2 separate regions of the Danio rerio genome follow, and region 2 is linked to region 1. A link is a contact called in public Hi-C data. All regions are on one chromosome and are shown on one strand. Each heading gives the region's core, a stretch centred on a gene start, on an enhancer-like site or on the middle of the called end of the contact. The rest is flanking DNA. Distances are from core to core; before and after follow the strand shown.

What was found. A called contact is a pair of places that touch in the nucleus more often than the background predicts.
Region 2: a Hi-C map of an unstated tissue shows a contact between it and region 1, with 1.7 times the contacts expected there. The contact joins the promoter of foxp1b here to the enhancer-like site in region 1. A contact is called at or near these places in 1 of 18 Hi-C or Micro-C datasets (an unstated tissue) and 1 of 4 datasets of contacts at active chromatin or transcription factors (embryo).

The regions. Positions count from the first base shown.
Region 1 is chr6:46,154,105-46,157,034 of GRCz12tu, reverse strand. All of the region lies in intron 11 of foxp1b (forkhead box P1b), which reads left to right. Among named protein-coding and RNA genes, the nearest start is that of mdfic2, 150 kb to the right of the region's middle. Within about 2 kb of position 1,389, at least 6 of the 62 cell types and tissues checked have an H3K27ac peak or open chromatin away from gene starts, as enhancers often do.
Region 2 is chr6:46,400,658-46,403,368 of GRCz12tu, reverse strand. foxp1b (forkhead box P1b) reads left to right here and starts at 1,386. Exons shown (of 20, transcript NM_001039637.1): 1 at 1,386-1,454.

The DNA.
Region 1 (2,930 bases), core at 140-2,639:
CTCCCCTTTAAAAAAACAGCTAGTATTGTTTTCGTTTTTATCACAGATCTCCCAGTGAGAGTGGTTGAGATCAAGAAATCAACAAATGAGAAGCATTTTGGAGGGCAGGAACATTTCAGATGCTATAGAGCAGGGGTGACCAACCCTGTTGCTGGAGATCTACCTTCCTGCCGATTTCAGATGCAGCCTTAATCAAACACACCTGCCTGTAATTATCAAGTGGCGTCAGGTCCTAATTAATTGGTTCAGGTGTGTTTGATCGGGGTAGGAGCTAAACTCTGCAGGAACAGGGTTGAGCACCCCTGCTATAGAGCATTTGATAGGCCTGAAGATTTGATGAGAAATGAGGTGACGTCAAAAACCTTGGCTGCATGTGACATCGAATTTGCACATTTGTATTCAAATTGACTACTCGAACGTTATAAAAGTACTCAAATGTACTACATTCGCCATTTTGTCATCATCACGTGACCTACCTGCGTCAGTTGCATCACTCCCATTAATGAATTCTCTCCTGGTGCATCATGAGATACGGGAGCGTCCATCAGATGCACACTTCAAAATCCCTCCAGAAGTAGTAGGTCATCTGGATGCTTTCTTGCATACTGCTTTTCCAATGAATTTGGACATACTTCTCAGCTCGCATACTGTTTTGAGTATACTATATAGTTTGAAAATATGCAATTTCGAACGCAGCTAATGTTGATCTCTTAAATGGAAGTGACAAATAGCAAGCTTTGGATGTTTATATCTTCTAAATGCAAATTTCATCACTTTTTGAACCCACTCAATTATAGATATCCCTAAAACATACTGATACTAACACCTAGAAAACTTTATTTTGATTTCACCTGAACTTTACATATTCGCACAAAAAGATACAAGATTGGCTTTTTTTCAATACAAACTTTGTGAATAGAGGTAAATTTGTATCTAGCAGTGTAAATGATGTGAAATCCTTGAAACATTTGAACACATTAAAATCACCTTTATCACGTCTTTCGTGCAAGTTTAAAATCAACAATTTGTGGGGAAAATTCGCATTAGGTGAAAAACATCCCACAAGTGATATCATGCTTTGCGTCTGGTGTGAACCCAGTATAAGAATCAAACATACTGTAGATCCAAACACTTCATAGACATTTTAGATTTTTAAATTGATCTCATTAGAATCCTTTGGAACCTTTGAGATAATTTAGGATCATAAGAATAACAAAATAAATCCTGTACACACTTTTTACGTATGATATGTCCCTATGAAGATGTCACAGTATTTTCAATCGGTCTCGTCCCAGTCATATTCTGTCTCTCTGTGTGGCCTGGGCTCTTGTGTGAAGCAGAGTGCTGCTCTCTGTGCTGTGGTTTTCATCAGGGTTCTGTGCTGTCTGTGATAACTGCAGTCCCCATGGTGATTACTGACACTTTGTCCCAAAACAAACATGTGGGGATGTTTGTCTATGGTGGCCCACATTCTGAGAGTACAGCAGGTTTGCCCTTGTCTGCCTTTTTACAGACAAGAAGAAGAGTTCCAGCTCTTTTTCTCTCTCTCTCGGCTTAGGTCCCTCTTGTTTTTAGAAACATATTATTGATGCTTGCTGCTAATATTGTTCTTACATCCAGCAATTACCCAGAACATCTTAACCAGTCTTAGCTCAACCACCCACTACACATGGAAAAATCTAAATGTAAAAATTTTGATGAAAAACAGCCCAGTACATTCTTTTGGCTGTCATTATACCACTATTCAAATGTTTTGAAGTCAGTAACATCTCAGGAACGTTTTTTCTTTTTTACATTTTAAATAAAAGCGGTTCAATTTTGGATCCATTAAAGAAAAAAGGTATAACTGTGTTTACTTTTTTAATAAAGCAGCACAATTCTTTTCATCATTGATATTAATAGGCAAATCGGTCTACTAAGACTGTACAGACGTGCTTAGGCTTCCAATATACTCATACAACATTTTATAGTAGTCATATCTTCTATTCAGCAAGGATGCAATGCATTTTTATGTGACATGCTGTACTGTGAAGAGAGAAAATTTTTGCAAACCTAAATTTGCCTGAAAACTAAATCTGCATCACCCATATGATCATCTCACTGGTTTTTACCGTCAAATCAATTAATCTTTATTTGTACAGGGTGTCCATGGGGTCTTAAAAAGTATTAAAAGTTAATAAATCCATTTAGACAAATTTAAGATCCTGAAAAAGTATTAAAAAGTCTTAAATGCTATTTTACAAGGTATTATATTTTGTAATCATTTAATCTTTGAATATTAGAATTTTGTCTAGTTTTTCAGAAATCGCGAAAATCCTGCTAGATTTGACATCATGCTGTTTTGTTTACTGCAGTAACCAGGGAAACTCTGTTATTCCTACTGTTCTATAGGCGCCACCTACTGGATTAGCATTTTTATACAGTATATGAATAATGTATTAGTTTACAATTAACATTTAGTAAATATACTAAGTTAAAATGTCGCAGATGAGGTCATAAAATGTATGGAGAGAGTCCATAAAGACTTAAAAGGGGTTAAATTTCATTCTCTGATTCCTGTATGTACCCTGTTATATAGAACGTTTACTATGTAGATTGTGTCAAAGCAGCTTAACATAGAAGTTCTTGTAAACTAAAACTGTCAGTCAAGTTTTCAGAATTAAAGATCAGCTCTGTGTGGTTTAATTTTCACTGATGAAATTCCAAACACTGAAGAGCAAATCCATCGATGCATAGCTCCACAAGTCCCAAAGTCCCACAAGGATCAAACTTATCCAATTGACGAAAGTGAAGAAGAAAAAAAATACCTTGAGAGAAACCAGGCTCAGTTGGGCACGGCTATTCCTTTAGTCAAACTTTTTGTGCAGAGCTGCAGTGTACTTCAACCAGTGTCTGTTCACCTGACCACTCAACTGAACGAAGCTTGACCT
Region 2 (2,711 bases), core at 137-2,636, 250 kb before region 1:
GACATTGTGTTGAAAGTATTCCTTAAAATGTATTGTTAAAAAGAGAAGTTAGAGAAGTGGCCAATATTGTTGACTGTTAATTAACATGTGTTTTGTCTCTGCTTACGTGTTTGTAAAAGGGACACCGTTTAAGTGCCCTCCAAGGGAATAGAGTTTTTCCTCCCTCTCAATAGCAGCGTGCTCTCAATTAGAGTATGTTTAATCAGGAAAACGGCTCGAGTACTAATTACCTTATCATAGCATGCATGTTAATTAGTTTTTGCAAGAAGGTTTCTTGTTTTTTTTTTTTTTTTTCAATTGAATGTTCAAATGAATTCAAAGGAGGAATAACCGATGGAAGTTTTCTTTGATCTTCTGTTTACATCTGTATGTGTGTTTATACCAAAATGTGGCCTATTTGCTGGTTTGAACTTCGAAGCAATTCGGGTGGTCTTAATTGACGTGTTGTTGCTTGTTTATTTGATATATGTAAGGCCTTATTGGACGGATCATTATAAAAGCACGGTAATTATCTTAAACGCTTAACTCGGCAGCAATCCTGCCTCGTTCACATGAAAGTGGGCACGTACAGCCTTTTTTGCTCACCGCTTTAAGAAACCGACTAAAAGTGAATCAGTTTGAGTCATTGTCACCTCACCTCAAGATGCTGTTTGAAAGAAGATCCTCGTAGATTTTTTATTAACCCTGTCATGATTTTTGTGTTGTGTACTTGCTGTTATAATTATGAAATTCCATGAGAACATTGTTTCAGGTTTAGAAATTGCCAGACAAAAATTAAAGCGTTGTCTTTTTACAAATGCGTAATACTGAGGCAAACAGGTGGTGATATCCAAGCCTCTAAAAACTGTTCTAACAATAAAGCACCATTTGTTGGTTCTTTGTTTTCCTAGTGCAAGTGTTGAGAAAGAAGCCTGAGAAATGTACTTGGGGATTACTGGATATTTCTCTAAAAGCATTTTGATGTTATGAATGAGCATAATGTACGATCTTCTGAAGCGTGGATTGATCAATTGGCCAATGCCGAGTGAACTTCAAAGCTGGATATTGAGAGAATCAATCTTTTGATTTAATATCATAGAGCAGCGTGATGGGAATTTTGAGTGCATTTCTGTGAACTCGATATGCAATTGTTTACAGTGATTGAATGGATACTTTCAGGAGGGTTTATCACTTAGTTTATTGGTTATAGTACTCTTTTTTTTTGTTTTCTATGATTTAGTGTAATTGTTAGAACAAATTAATCTTTGATTAACGAGAAATGGATGAACCGACTTTAGATTGAAGAGGCTTTTTCATTTGTTATTTGAATAATAGGAAAGTCTTGATAATTCATATTCATAAGTCATGCAACACTGATTGATAATGAATATATATGTGTTTTTAGATACCTCAACGAGACCAAAGGAATTTAATTGTAGAGTCTACAATCATCTGTTCCGTCACCTCTTGAAACAGTAAGAAACTCTATACTTTTTTGTGACATGGTCAAAAAAAATAGTGACCACTTGCATTATTTTAAATGATTGTTTCAATATATGTATTTTTAAATGGTTTAGTCACCATTTATATATCAAACTATATTTACCTGTAATTTGAGTTTATCATCTGTAATTTATATTATTGCATGTAAGGTGTATTAGCAATAGAAGCCCTATAATTTCTGAGATACAAAAAAAAAATGTAATCCCAGAATTCTTAAAAACAGAATTAGTTCAAATTAAAGCTGCGTGATATTGGTAAAATTTAACATTTTGATATTTTTTTCCTGCAATATATGTTGCGATATACTGTGTCCATACCATACAATTTCTTTCCAAATGGGGCTATTCAATCATTTGGTGAAACAATTCTCTTTGTTAACATTTTTAACCATTAACTATGAGTTTTGCTTTCATAAACTTCTAATTTAATCCTTATTAATAAGAATTATGGTAGTTTAGATATTTGGTTAGGGATGTAGAATAAACTCTTGCAGATTATGTACTTTATAAGTAAGAAGCCAATATCTCAACATGCATGCTAATACAAAACTAGGTAATAGTGAGTGTTGGTATATACAATAAAGCAAGGATACAAGTGAAACAGTGTATGATTTATGGTAATCTAAATGTAAAAATGACTCTCAAAGTCTTTACTCTATAAATAATTTTTATTACAAGTATTCTATATTAAACTTCCAATTGAATGTATTGTGCCTGAGCACCTCTCCTAAGTCTTAAAAACATACAAATTACAACATTTCACTTCATTATAGTTAAACTCTGCAGTGACTTAAATTTTGTGTTCTGAAGTGTGTCTCTTGGGCAGCTATAATCCCAACGTATCTATACAATGTGATGATAGCGGATGCTCACATTATGATATAGATGCTGAATTGATATATTGTGCAGCCCTAATGCACTTATTAAACTATGTTTTACATTTATTGTCATATTGTTATATTATGAATGTTATGTATACACAGACAATTCACAACCACCTGTCATACTGATGTTTTATTTTAAGAAATCAACAATAATTTATCAGAAGGTTCATTTGCACTTGCAGTTTTCTCCCTGTGTTCATCACCCAATCGGCCAGCAATTTTCAGTCAGGACAATGAGCCTCCTGTAACCAAGCAAATGAGCAAAGCAGTTCCTTAAAGATGAAAACATTGAAATAATTAAAAGGGAAGACCAGAGTCCTGATGTAAACCTGATTGAAAATTTCCA